Linked DNA regions of Mus musculus: all the other regions are linked to region 3. A link is a contact called in public ChIA-PET and Hi-C data. All regions are on one chromosome and are shown on one strand. Each heading gives the region's core, a stretch centred on a gene start, on an enhancer-like site or on the middle of the called end of the contact. The rest is flanking DNA. Distances are from core to core; before and after follow the strand shown. Region 1 holds the start of D030025P21Rik (RIKEN cDNA D030025P21 gene). Region 2 holds the start of Pgf (placental growth factor). Region 3 holds the start of Erg28 (ergosterol biosynthesis 28).

The links. Hi-C and Micro-C count contacts between places; a contact is called where the count stands out from the background. ChIA-PET counts read pairs in DNA pulled down with a chosen protein or histone mark.
Region 1: a contact with region 3 is called in a Hi-C map of B cells, with 5 read pairs. The contact joins the promoter of D030025P21Rik here to the promoter of Erg28 in region 3. A contact is called at or near these places in 1 of 39 promoter capture datasets (neural stem cells), 1 of 484 Hi-C or Micro-C datasets (B cells) and 1 of 9 other capture datasets (liver).
Region 2: a contact with region 3 is called in an RNA polymerase II ChIA-PET map of memory CD8 T cells, with 8 read pairs. The contact joins the promoter of Pgf here to the promoter of Erg28 in region 3. A contact is called at or near these places in 2 of 39 promoter capture datasets (embryonic stem cells and neural stem cells), 1 of 115 datasets of contacts at active chromatin or transcription factors (memory CD8 T cells) and 3 of 9 other capture datasets (embryonic stem cells, liver and macrophages).

Annotation. Positions count from the first base shown.
Region 1 is chr12:84,874,368-84,879,052 of GRCm38.p6, reverse strand. It overlaps D030025P21Rik (RIKEN cDNA D030025P21 gene), which reads right to left and starts at 3,251. Exons shown (of 1, transcript NR_028577.1): 1 at 1-3,251. Ltbp2 (latent transforming growth factor beta binding protein 2) reads left to right here and starts at 2,562. Exons shown (of 36, transcript NM_001370743.1): 1 at 2,562-3,297. The coding sequence starts at 2,822.
Region 2 is chr12:85,175,707-85,180,211 of GRCm38.p6, reverse strand. Pgf (placental growth factor) reads left to right here and starts at 2,899. Exons shown (of 7, transcript NM_008827.3): 1 at 2,899-3,314; 2 at 4,417-4,456. The coding sequence starts at 3,249.
Region 3 is chr12:85,822,797-85,827,627 of GRCm38.p6, reverse strand. It overlaps Erg28 (ergosterol biosynthesis 28), which reads left to right and starts at 2,735. Exons shown (of 5, transcript NM_021446.3): 1 at 2,735-3,157. Ttll5 (tubulin tyrosine ligase-like family, member 5) reads right to left here and starts at 2,708. Exons shown (of 34, transcript NM_001081423.3): 1 at 2,542-2,708; 2 at 1,004-1,175. The coding sequence starts at 1,077.

The sequences.
Region 1 (4,685 bases), core at 2,002-4,501, 950 kb after region 3:
TTTTTTTCTGGTGCTCGGGCAATCGATGGCTATTACAGATCTCCCCACCACCACAGATGCCAAGACACAGTAAGAGAGTTCTTGGCAGCTACTAATGTGCATCTTTAGAAACTGAGCAAGAACACATATGAAGAAACTCACATGCACTTCCTGATGGAGAATTGTAACTGTGGAACTTTGCTAGAATAGTCTACATGGTAGGGAAGTTAAGTAGCCACCTTACCATTGCCTGGCCTGGCAGGGACTGGAATGTCTCTTGGGGCAAGGAATGCAGGATTGCCAAGAGGTTGGTCAAAGATGACTTTGCTATGACAGTTTGGGGTGGAACACACACACACACACACACACACACCCAAAGAACCCACACATGCCTATGAATGAGCTGACCAATGCTTGGGCATCAGCTAAATAAGACTTTGTTACTCCTTTTCTGACACTTCCTGTGGAAACATGACCCTGGAGAGCCAGAGCGTGAAAGGGGAGTCTGAAGAACAGATCCGACCCCACCCACCCCACTTTCCCCACTATAGGGCCTGCAGCTTTTTCATGAGGATACAGTGGGGAGAGGAAGAGGATTAAATTAGATATGATCGTGATGGAATTGAATAGCTTTCAACTCTTTAGCTTCTAAAGTTGATCTTAGTTACAAAGGCTACTTAGTTACTTAGTTCTTGTATCTGGTAGAAATTGGCAAGCCAAGGACCCTGTCTGACATGTATTAAGTAAAGAAGAATGGAGCTAAAGAGAGCTGGTGGTGAAGAGCACTTGCTGTCCCTAGAGGTCCCTAGTTCCCAGCCACCTTGGGTGGCTCACAATCACCTGTAAGTCCGGCTCCAGGAGATCCTGTGTAACTGGCTTCCAAAGGACCCTGCACTCGTGTGCACACACCCATATGTAGACATATACACACACCTACACATAGCTGAAAATAATTTTTTAAAATATGTTTTAAAAGAGGAGGGAAGAACTGGGAGGTGGCACCGTATGCCTTTAATCCCAGTACTCAGGGGACAGACAAATCTCTGAGCTGAAGGCCATCCTGTCTTACAAAGGAGACAGCCAGAGCTAAACAGAGAAACTCTGTCTTGAGAAAAACCAAAACCAAAGAATAACAACAAAAACCAAACCAACCCAAGACAACAACAAAGCCCCAGGAAATGATTTCCCCTTGTAAGTGGGCAAGCTTGGGTATTTCCTCACAGGAATGGGAAGCGGAAGAACACACATGGCCACTGTAGGGGCCGATGTTTGCTCTGTGAGGTGAAATGAAGAGGTAGTCCTGAAGACCTCTTGGAGATGAATACTCTAGGTAGAGAGATGAGCCGTCACAATGCATCAAACATTTGCCAAGCAGAGACTGTGAGGGTACTGTGTAATGAATACCGAGCAGGAGTAAGTTCAGATCGGTCAGAAAACCAGCCGGGCAGGGAGGACTCCGTAGGCCAGTGTCAAATATTGAGACTTTCTAATCCAGTTAGGTATTACTTAGGATTCTGGGAAGGGAGGGGCTGGTATGGGAAGTTGTAATTGGTGCCTTTACAGGCTCTTTTATCCTGTCTGCTTAGGAGCCAGTAGGCTGTGAAAACACTTTCAGGAAAACCATATATGCCTAGCCTTTTAGGCTTTGGGGCATGGGACACAGGGAAGAAGGTTAATTTAGGTGGGAGGCAACGGACATCCCTGTCCCCTTCAATACAAGAAGGTGTGAGAACCCGGCCCAGCAGGGCTCAAAGGCTCATGCAGCCCCTTGGGGAAATTCTCCAAGGAATGAGGGGCGGTGGTAGGAGTTCAAAGAGTGGACTGTGGGCCAGAGGCCACTAGCCTGGGTTTTATTTCCATCTTTAGCAATACTCTCCTTTAGTCACCTTATTCAAGAGGCTCCATGCCTACCTTTGTAAAAAGAGAACAACTCTTCCAGCGGGCATCCACCATCACCATAGGCCCAGGTCAAGGCTTGGCGCCACAGGAAGCAGATTAAGATCTAGGCTCTAAGCAGGTTGGCAGAGTGTGTCGCTACAAAACACGGTGGCCAAGGGTGTGACCAGCTCCACCAGGGGGCGCGCGCCCCAAGTTGCCCTTCCCCATAGGCAACCGGCTCTTGGGAGCTGCCCCAGGGACACCTGCATTCTCGCCTAGCGCCCCCAGCGGTCAGAGGTGGAAGCAACGAGACCAGGCGCGCATGCCTCGGGCTCGGTCCCCATTACTCCGGTCTGGGTACCTTCCCCAGCTTCCTTCAGGCCCGAGAAGCAGTTCATCTGGGTCCGTGAGGTCAGGAACAGAAAATACATCCAGGACAGGTGGACAACTTGAGTTTGCCCAGGACAGGAAAAAGGCAGCTCAGGTGCGCTGGTCCAGGCAGACGCCATCTGTCTTTCCAGTCCCCGGGTCTGCCCTGTCGCCCGCAGCTCCTCACGGGTTAATCCCCTCGCCGCCCGCTCGCTTCTCGGTGCCAAAGAGGGTGTTGCTGGAATTCTTGTCTCCCGTAATAAGGGGGCCGAGCTGTCCCTCCAAGGAGGGGGGCATGGCGTGGATAAAAGAGGCGAAAAAGCAGGGGGCGGTTTCCAAAAATAAAACCCTTCGGTTCCCCTTCAGACGGCGGCAGTGCGGGAGCGAAGGTGCGGCAGGCTCGGGCTCGGTGCGCAGCCCGGGCAGCTCACGCCATACAGCCCTTACCTAGGAACCCCTGGACCCCCAAACGGCTGTTTCAGAGGTCCCCTAGACGGGAAGGGGCAAGTCGCCAGGCGGGTCTGTGGAGCGAACGATGGAAAGCACCTCCCCGCGAGGTCTCCGGTGCCCACAGCTCTGCAGCCACTCTGGCGCCATGAGAGCGCCGACCACCGCTCGCTGCTCCGGATGCATCCGACGGGTGCGTTGGAGGGGCTTCCTGCCACTTGTCCTGGCTGTCTTGATGGGGACAAGTCATGCCCAACGGGATTCCATAGGGAGATACGAACCAGCTAGCAGGGATGCGAATCGGTTGTGGCACCCCGTGGGCAGCCACCCCGCAGCGGCTGCAGCCAAGGTGTACAGTCTGTTCCGAGAGCCTGACGCGCCGGTCCCCGGCTTGTCGCCCTCTGAGTGGAACCAGCCGGCCCAGGGGAACCCTGGGAGGCTCGCAGAGGCCGAGGCCAGGAGGCCACCCCGAACCCAGCAGCTGCGTCGAGTCCAGCCACCTGTCCAGACTCGGAGAAGCCATCCCCGGGGCCAGCAGCAGATAGCAGCCAGGGCTGCACCTTCTGTCGCGCGCCTGGAAACCCCTCAGCGACCCGCGGCTGCACGGCGAGGGCGGCTCACCGGGTGAGCACTGAAGAGGGGATAGGGCTGGGGGCGGGGTGGAGCAAAGGGATGCGGGTATCCCGGACAGTTACGCCTTCAGTGGAGTGCGGGTCCTGTCCCTTTGTCCTCAGTAACTACTAGAGAAACCGCTCCGAGGTTCCGAAACCGGGGCTCGGACCAGCTTTCAAAAAGTTATTTTGGGGAAAATAAATCTACTATCTGTTCCCTTGGACACCAGTTCTCCCAGAACCCCGACGTTAAGCTCGTGTGCGTTTCTCACTCATTCTGTGCTGGGCTAACGAGCTGCAGTGGCTGGGTGGGCGCTCTGGGTTCTTGAGGCCCAGAGAAGGATAAACTGGCTCCGGGCGCCAGTAGGTGGAGGATCTGGGCGGGGGGGGGGGGGGGGGAGTGGGGACATCAGGGCGCGAAGACAGACGCATCTCCAGGAACGGGCTGACAGCGAAGCAGGCGCGCCAAGACAAGTGTATAGTCCGGGCTCAGGTCTGCTGGGACACGCAGAGGACTTAGGCAAGGGTTTAGGAGCTCTGTGAAAGAGAAGGCTGCCCTGACCTGTGCGAGGGACTGGGTCTGTGTTCCAGGAAGTCTAGATGTCAGCGTTGTTTGCACATTTTGAAAAGCCACGCCTCGCTCCAACTCTTCAACTTATTATTTTGCACCACTCGCTGCGGGTTCTGGACTCTGTTATCACAGGAGGTCCCCTCCCCGCCCCAACAACGCCTTGCCCAGGATTTAATGAGTTGGGGACCTCTCCTGAGTACCCAGGTGTCTCTGGAGTGAAGGCACAGGAGCCTGGCAATGCCAGACTGGGCAAGGTGCAATTGATTAGTCTAGGAGGGGCTTTGGCAGCCCTTGGCCTGAGCCTGGTTTATCTGTCCGTTGTAGTTCCAGGTAGCATTCCCGTTGCTTGTACGCCTAGTCCCACTACAGAGGATCTTCTGCCTCCTGCTCTGCACACATACTCTTCTCTTGCCTGCAACGGTCTTCTGTATCTTAGCAAAGTTCACCGTGTCTCATCCCTTCTGTGCCCTCATCCAGCTTTATGCTTTCTTATAGCATTTATTCCCCCCTCACGTATTTCTATTTCTATGTATGTGTTCAAACTTATACAAGTTCTGCTTAAGCAGGGTTTTGTTAGCTTTCATGTTCCCAGCAGATCAGTGCCTGCACGTAGCTGGCCCTCTCTGCGTCTAAATGAATTCCCTACTAACCTTTGGAGGCCTAGCCTAAAGTCTGCAGGGCATAGAGCTGAGTGCTGCCAAGTGGCTCCAGCGTAAGACCATTCAAGGAGAGTTAGCAGGACACCTGCCCCGTTTCAGCTTTCCCCTCTATTCTGACTTGTGCAGGCAACTGCATGATTACATGTGCTGAGCATGGGAGAGGGCTCGGGG
Region 2 (4,505 bases), core at 1,650-4,149, 650 kb after region 3:
AAGGGCTGAACTGGGACTATGGACCATGCCATCCTTTCAGCAGGTGAATCTACTCAAAGGACCTCAGTGACAGTGAATGGCCAGGATTGTGTGGATAGCCGATGGAATGGATCGTGCTAGAATGGTGGTGTGTGTGTGTGCATGTGCTTAAGTGTGCACAAACCCCTGTATCCACTGGTTCTTCCCAAACTGGCAGAGGATAGAGTCCTTATTTTGCTTTTGTCTTGTTCTGTGCTGTGAAAGATTCTAGTCTATAACTGTAGTATTTCTAGTTTTTAAATACGAATCCAAAATTGAATTAGAGACCGTGCCCAAGAACTACCGTTAGCTTCTCTCTCTGTCTCTCTGTCTCTCTCTCTCTGTCTCTCTCTCTCTCTCTGTCTCTGTCTCTGTCTTTCTGTCTCTCTCTGTCTCTCTGTCTCTGTCTCTCTGTCTCTCTCTCTGTCTCTCTGTCTCTCTGTCTTTGTCTCTCTGTCTCTCTGTCTCTCTCTGTCTCTCTGTCTCACTCTCTCTCTCTCTCTCTCTTTCTCTCTCTCTCACACACACACACACACACACAGTGCCTTTATAGTTTCCACGACCCTACTGAGTTGCTTCCTACTTTGCAGATGGCAAGACAGACTCAGAAAATGAAAGCCATAGCTTGAAGTTAGTTGCATGCATGTCCTGAAGTAGGGCCTCAGGACCCGGGAACAGAGATGTCAGTTCACTTGTCCTGAAGGAGATGAGCTATCCTCGTGCCATGGAGGTTTTGGAGTCTTCCTGGTTTCTGCTACCTTACCTGCTTTAGCAAATTCATCCCACAAACCAAAACACATGCGTCTGAGGTTTAGGGACAAGAGACCTCTCAAGGCGCTTACAGGGAGCCCAGATGTTACCCAAGGGGTTAAGTTCATGCAGGAGAAGAGGAGTGCGTGAGCATCTGCAGCCATCTGTGCAAATGGAAATGTGGAGGGGTCATCTGCATTGGATCCCCAGCGTTTGGAGCAGAGCCTACAGCACAGTAGAGCCAAAGGAAGATGTCACGTGAAATGACGGATGAACAAATGAATGCACACAATGCACACATCCATCTTCAGGTACAATTACAGGCAAATATGCCCAATCCGTGTGTGCTCAAGATAGTCAGGATACCCAAGGTGTATATTACACAGATAATTAAGAATACACACCTGGGCTGGTGATATGGATCAATGGATAGGGGCGCTTGTCCAAACCTGACAACCTGAGTTTGATCTCGGGAACCCACATGGTAGAAGGAGAGAGCCAACATCAGAAGGTAATGTTCTCTGACCACTCCCATCCATACATGCACCATAGCAACACACAAAGTAAAGTTAGTATTAAAAAAATGTTTAAAGGGCACACACTTGTGCCCACATCCACAGATCCATCTAGGAATAGATGCACTTCAATGCCTAGGTGTACACGAGATGCTGTGAGCACGTGTGGATCCTGGCTACCTATCCACAGCATCCTTGGGTCAGCTCACTTTCATCCACATGCACAATGACCCCGCAACCATGCTCTGGAGCCAGGGAGACAATCTGTCTACTGTACAATCCCCAGCATGTTGGAGCTCGTCAGAATGTTCTTTGCAACCCCCGCTTAGCTGGCCAGTGACTGGCCCCTGGCTCCTGGACCTGCAGGCCTCAGGGCCTACCAGACAGAGAGGCAGCATCTCTGGCAGCCCCTTGTGGGTGGGCAGCAGGCCACAGACACAGAGGTCACTGGGGGTGAGAGCCAGGACTGCCCTAGCCTCCCTGCCTCTGAATGGAATGTGATCCAAGAGCCACCTCCCAGGCCCATCTCCTCCCCCACAGCCACCCACCAACTTCTGACTCTGGATGCTGCCAGGTTTTTGCAACCAGCCCACAAGCTGGTCACAGAGGTTTGTTAGAATGGTAGGTGATGAAGAACAACTCAGGAACACAGGAGGTTACCACAAAAGTACAGACATGCATGGCTGCACACAAGTACAAAGAGATACCCAGAGACCCAGATCTGCGACACACAGTGTAACTGGGCACGTTCAGTGGGTGACATATACACACAGCTTCATAGGTATACACAAGTGCCCATGCAGACACCACCTCTCCTCAGCATGTCCTGCTGCTCTAGAACACTTCCTCTTCTGCTTGGGCTCGGGAGGTGATGCCAGGTTAGTCCATTCCCTACCTCTAATAGGCTGGCCTGACCTGACAGGAGGAAGTGGTGGTGGACCTAGGTCTAGCCAGGTGCCCCGAGGTGTTTCCTGTGTACAGCCCACAGCTGGGCTGCCCTGTGCCTGCCTACCAGGTCAGATAGTACATGGAATAGAGGGACGGTTCTGGAGGCACGTAGCTTGTCTTGTCTCTGCCAGATCCCTGTCTACGCAGGCAGATGCCCGCGGGCACACATACACTTTCCTAGTGTGAATATGAACATTGTTCAGCATCTGCAGGTGGTGCCCTCTCATAGGATCGGGTTGTTAGTCTATAAAATGGGGTTAGTAATCCTGTCACCTCTCCTCCCGGGGTTGTGTAGGGATGGCACTGGTCATGAAGGGCCACAGCAAGATGCTGCCTTCTTAGTACTGCACTCCCTGCAGAGGTCACTTAAGTACCCAGCCATCTCCAAGGCAGATGTTGGACGTCCGCACCTGGAGGCTCCAGAAGAGCCAGGTGCAACCTTGGCTGTCGCTGCGGGCTGACCCTGGGGCAAGCTAATGAACGCCTAGCTCCGAGGGGCCAGGAGATCTGCGCCGGCAGCGCCCCTTCAGCGCCCTGCGGGGTCACGCGCACTCAGGTCTCACCGCCAACCGGCTCTCAGCGCTCCCGGGCTGCTCCTGGGGCCTCGAGATAGAAGTGGGCGGGCAGGCTGCAGCCCCGCCCCATACACGGTCTTGAAAACCAGCGGCCGACTAGCTTCAGTTCGTAGGGAAGCTGCAGTCTGAGAAGGAAACCGCATCTTCAGACTTCTGCTCACTCACGAGAGGAGCTAGGGTCATCGGACCCCTAAGATCCTTTCACATCGCTCCGACTCGCCGGAACACTCCTCACCAGTTTCCTCAGCCACAGCCCTACCTGTGAGCTCCGGACTTCCCCGGCTTTCTGTGGATGCTCAGGCAGACTGCAGAGACCTAGCCTAGGACAGCAGTGAGGGGGACACTCCTCTCCTCTCCTCTCCTCTGGTATCAGCGTCTCCCCCAAGGGGGACGAGCATGGTGATTGTGCCTTGAAGGACCTTGGCTCTGGATGTCTGAGAAGATGCTGGTCATGAAGCTGTTCACTTGCTTCTTACAGGTCCTAGCTGGGTTGGCTGTGCATTCCCAGGTAAGGACCTGGCCTGGCTTCCTCTTGACCTTCTCATCCTAGCCGTAGAAACAGGGGCTATGGTCTTTAATTACAGACTCACTTTAGAGAGCAGCTTCTGCTAGGGTGCCCACATATTTCCCAGGGGCTGGGCTGGACCTCAGGGAGGAGACCTCTGGCTGGGCAGTCCCCAATTCCTGGGGGCTGTCTTAGTGGGGGCAGGGAAGCCACAGGGAATGAGGGAGGTTTCCTGTCTAGCCCCTGGAGCCCTAGTGGCTTTGCAAAAAGCATCCGTCCACTAATCCCAGTCAGCTCCCTGGCCCTGTGGTCAGGGTTGTGGCCCCATGACCAACCAGGCGCCCCCAGGACCTCTGACCTGGCCTAGTGGGGAAGGAGCTGACTAAAGAAGCTTGAGGTGGGGAGGTGAGGCCCTTCCCCCACCATTGCTCCAATTGAGCAGAGGGCTCTTGGGTGGGCTTCAGATATGACAAGGGATCCTGCCGTGCCCTTTCCTCCTGGTGGGTGTCAGAAGGTCCTGAGTGCAGGGCCTGGGGAAGTGAGCAGGGCCCTTTTCCCAGGAGCTGGGTGAGTCTGGCAGGGAGCCAGATTGGGCAGCAAAATCCTGACAAAGCCAATGCATTCCCTTCCTGCTGCACTGCCCGCTGCACTGCCCACTGCCCTGGGAGCCCTCAGCCCCAGCCCAGGAGTGGGTGGGTTGTCCAGTCCCCTTGCCGAGCAGCCAGGCCATCCGTCTGCTTGCTGCAGTGTTAGCTCGAGGTGTAACGTTACTGGCAGGCAGCACCAGCTCATGGCGCCGCCTCTTCTCCAGCCCCTGAGCTCCCACCAGCTGATCACCCTCCCCCTGGGCTCTGGCACCCAGCCAAGGCGGGCTGTAGTAGGCCCAGCAGGACTGGCCTGGGGGCTGGGCAGAAGAGAGACCCCACAGGATTACAAGCACTTGGGAACACAAGAAGCCTCCTACCCTTTTCCAAGTGAAGAAACTGAGGCCAGAAAGTCAGGTGGTTTTTAGCAGAGGATGGGGGAGGAGCTTGGGGTGGGCTCAAAGAGCCGAGCCCCAAGAATATGCCCCCTCCTTATAGCTCCACCTTTGTGTCCACCGCAGGGGGCCCTGTCTGCTGGGAACAACTCAACAGAAGTGGAAGGTAAGCCAGCCAGGCCAGCTCTGCAAGCTGAGCCCCCTCTCTTCTTTCC
Region 3 (4,831 bases), core at 1,486-3,985:
CTACAGAGCTCTAGTATTCTCATCGGAGCATCTTCACAGAGGTTCTGCTGTGTGTGGCCTGCCCTTCATATCATCACCGTTCTACAGCTGTAAATGCTTCAGAGAAAACTTATAGAGTCAAGGTCAGAGCCTAAGAACTTAACGTTTCACCAATCTCTAAAATTTTCAAAATCTCCAATTTTTCAATTACTAGAAGCTATGGTCAAGACACAAGGCTGACAAGATGACTCAGCGGATAAGGTGCTTGTCGCCAAACCTGACCCAAGTTCAATTCCCAGGACCCACATGATGGAAGGAGAGAACAGATTCCAGAAAGTTGTCCTCTGACTTCCACATCCGTACTGCACTCAGTTCACCTATTAGAGCCAGGAGATGGTGCATCAGGTAAATGTACTTGCTTGGAAGCCTGATGCCCCATGTTCAATCCCCCAAAACCCACAACAAAGCCAACTGCAGGGACTAGAAGGATGGCTCAACAGTTATGAGAGCTTCCTGCTCCTGCAGAGGAGCCAGGTTCATTTCCCAGCACTCCATCAAGCTGCCACAAACTCTGTAACTGAAGCTCCAAGGAATTCCATGTACCCTGGCCTCCTCAGGAACCTGCATGCCCATGCTGCACATAAACTCAAGCAGGCGAGTCTGTTTTAAAATGTGCACACAGAGAGAGAGAGAGAGGGAGGGAGAGAGAGAGAGAGCGCGCCAGATGTGGTGGGAGGTATGGCAACAGAAATGAGAGACCCCCACCTCAAAAACAAAGCAGAAGGGGGTGGGGAACCAAGTTCACCTGAGTTCCTATCTGAACTTTAGAACATCTAAAGGTGATATTGACTTAGAGGCCTAGAAACATAAGCCCACCCTTCGAATTTCTGAAAAAGGATGGGAAGTGAATAATATGATCTTGACTCCAAACACAGATGGAAGCTAGGGCCAGGCAACACAAAGAAGGAAACCTGGAGGTGAATAAAGGAACCCCCCCCTTAAGGGCGGGCTGACTGTCACTCACTCTTGGTTGGCCAGGTCCTCGTCCTCTGAGGACGATGCTGTCTCCTCCAGGTCCCGGGCCATCACAACTGGCATCTCCTTTGGGGTCTGTCATACAGTCAGCACACAGAGGCCTCAGAGACCTTTCTTCCTTGCAGTCTCACTGGATCAAACAATTTGGATGGCACAGACTCCTGTAAGAAAGTCAAAGGACTTCAAAGACAATGCAGTTGCATACTTCAGGATTTTTTGCATGATCTTTAAGATGAAAAGAAATATATTCCTGAGTATTTTCCAGTCTCTAGAAGCTTACCTTCTGCCACAGTGCACCTCACATATCACAAAAATCAAGAATTTTTTTTCTGTGTTTGTTTGTTTTTGTTTTTCAAGACAAGGTTTCTTTGTGTAGCCCTGGTTGTCCTGGAACTCACTTGTAGACCAGGCTGGCCTAGAGCTCAGAGATCTGCCTGCCTCTGCTGGGATTAAAAGGGTATGACACAAAATTTTTTTCAAACAGATACTGTCTCTGCTGTATCTAAAAAGCTGTTACTGAATTTGAGTCGTTTTATATAATAAAAGAGCAAGCACCAAAGGAGAGGCTTTAGGGCACTGATGTGGACAGTTGATAAGCCTATGTTTAGAAAATTCTTTGCTAAACAAATCTGACCAGGATCAAAATAAAAATCCAAGGTTCAAAACCCTTGCCAATATTTATACAGACTCTACCACAAGCAAACAGAATAAGCTGTTATGTTTCTAGGAAAACCAAATCACCCGAACTATTAATAAAAGGGTGGTGAAAATATTTCTCCTCAGCAGGGATCACATAAATGGCCGGGGAAAGGGGAAGTCAAATACTCTAATTATTGGTACTTTTTTTTTTAATCACACATTTTAATCCGGATATCAAGTAGACACATAAAATTAGGAAATCTCCAATTCCCAGGCTTCTAACTTCAAACACTTTCCATAGAGAAAAAGTTTCATGTTCGTTATAGAGAAAATAGAAACGTTTAGGGAAAACGCTTAACCTTAATGTCACTACTCAAAGATAATCAATTCGTGGCAATTCTCCAAGCTTTTGCTGGTCTGTGCATTGACTTATACAATAAGACTCTCAAAAACAAAGCAACTGCAGCAAGCAGCAACAGTGACTAACCCCGACCCTACACATCTTCAGCAGAAATGAGTAATACCAAACAACCTCAATGATTCTTTTCGGGTGATTCCTAAAGGAACTTCTCGACCTTACCCAAAAATGCTTGAGAGTCTTTTAAGTTAAAACCTTCAGGGATGCCCACCTTTCCTCGGCTCCCTGAAGAGTAGAACGAGATAAATGCTCAGGAAGTCCTTGCCCCTACAGGGACCAGCCGCCAGCTCCAGCCCAGCACACCCCAACCCCAGGCAGCTCCGCAGGCAAGGACGCGGCGACTCTGCCGCAGCGCTTCTGCCCAGCACGCCCGGAAGCCAACAGCTGCTCCGGAGCTCGGAGGGAAGCGCAGCGGCGCCCGCCTAACCCTGGAGCGCACCTCCCCGGAGCGCGCCGGCGCAGGCGTTTACCTGTCTCATCTTCTCACGGCTCGGGGCCGGCAGGCGGGGACCACGCTCTGCTTCACCTCCCTCCTCCTTCCCCAGCCCGAATCAACGCAGCCGCCGAAGGCTGCTTCCCCCGTTACTACAACAACCAACAAGCAACCGCCCGCTAAGAGCCACTGCGCAGGCGCCCGCCAGCGGCGCGAACAACGCTCGGCTGCGGGCGCTGACGGATGGCGTCACCACGGCGCGCTCAGACACCAGAGCCAACCCAGGCTGTCACCAGAAGGTTTCTTGGCTCCTTTTTCTCTCTGCGTTTTCCCCACCCCTAAAAGACTGACTCCAAACTCAGAGTTCCGCCACGCTCGACAGAAGGGTTTACCGCGTGAGCGGCGTAGCAGGAAGAGGCTCAGGCGGCGGCAACTGCTGATTGGCAGCAAAGGAGTTCACTCCCTATCGCCTGCTCGAACTGAGCCAGCGTAGCCAATCAGAACGAGGACTGACAAAAACAACCCAATCCTGGAGCTGGGCTGAGGGAGGGGGCGGGAACAAGTGGCCCAGGTGGACTTGGGACCGGAGCTGGCCTAGGGAGAGCTGGTTTGCGGATGCTGCTGATACTGCTGCAGTAGTACTGGATCGTCAGGTAGGAGAATTTGGAGTGGGATGTAGCACCCGAGTAAAACTATCTGCAAAATTTAGGAAAGTGGGGGTTGCCTGGAAAGCAACCGGAGGTGGTGGTGGAGGAGTCTAGAAACGATGTCCAAGAGGAGGTGCTAGGAAAATGGAGATTTGGTCAATTCTGGGGATGGGTGAGTGAACGGGCAGTCGTTATGAACCTAGCTCTGCAACGAGCTTTCACTTTTCCTCATGTATTATCGGGTAACCCTCGAGATAGAGGCTTATATCCCCATTTTACGGATGAGAAAACCGAGTCTCTAGAGTCTCACTGGCTTGTCTGAACCCCTCAGATATGAGTGGTGTAGCTAGGATAGGAGTCTGCCTCTATTGATTGTTAATTAGTATCGCATCCATGCTGACCTGGGCAAGGGTGTACCCCACCTCTCTCTCCACCTCATAACTCCAAGGGAATGGGTTTAAAGAATTGGTAGAGTCATACAGAAATGCTCTGGTGTGTTTTCATCAGCTCTGGGATTTCTAAGATCTGTGAAATAAATGGAGGGTGTAAGTTCTACGTTCTACTGAAAGGGAGTGTGTGCGGGGGCGGGCTGGGGGGATTTTTAAATAACCCAAGCTGGTGTTGAGAGGAGAAAGTAAAAAGAAGTAGATTGGCATATGCTGTAAGTGTCTGTGAAGATCAGCACACCCCAGCATCTCTAGACTGGGACAGTCCCCGTTTGAGACCTCTTTCCTCTGGGTCCACCCTTTCTCTCCTGGAGCCCTTTATAGTTGGTTTTTCGTCATCACTTCACTTGATGTCTATATACACTGGGTAGTAGGGAATCATACTGAAACATTACCACAGTGATAAGGGAAGCCTGATAGTTTCTTACAGCTTTCAGGCCAAAGCAGTTAGCCTGACAATAGGTAAATGAAGGGCCAATATGATGGTGGCTATGACAAATTGTCTCTGTGGGATCCCTTTAGAGCTGATGGAAATCACTACTCAGCGAGGCTTGAGCTAAACAAAAAGTACCGAACCTAGCTCTCTCTCCTACCAGCTTCCTCAAAAAATGGGAACTTTGCTGCACCTGGCCGCACCCACCTTTAATCCCAGCACTCAGGAGGAAGAGGCAGATGGATCTCTGTGAGTTCCAGGCCAGCCTGATCTATGTAGAGTTCCAGACTAGCCACATAGTAAGACCCTGTCTCTAAATAAATAAATAAGTAAATATTTTTTAAAAGATGAGAACTTTATCAAAACATTCTATGAGGGAGTATTGCAACAGAGTCCACAGACCCTGGCACTCAGCCACATATTAGCTATGTTACCTAAGCAAATCACTTAGCTCTTGGTTCTGATCCCCATCTGTAAAGTGGAAATACTAATAGTGCCTGCCTATCCTGATGTAGGGAGTGAGTGAAATAAGATGTTATATACTTGGGGCACATATAAGTGTAGGACACAAGTGTTCCGTAACTATAGCTAATGTACTTTTCTTGAAACCCAACATCAAGCTATGACAGGTCTTTTCCAAGTCTTTTCGATTGTTTTAGTTTATGAAACATGATGTGTCTGGGAGCCATGCAGAGGGAAACTAAGAAGACTAGTCAGACAGTTACACTATGGTTTCCATTCAAGTGTATGATGCAACTTCTGTACATTTGATAGGATGTGTCCAGGTATCTGAGTAGATTT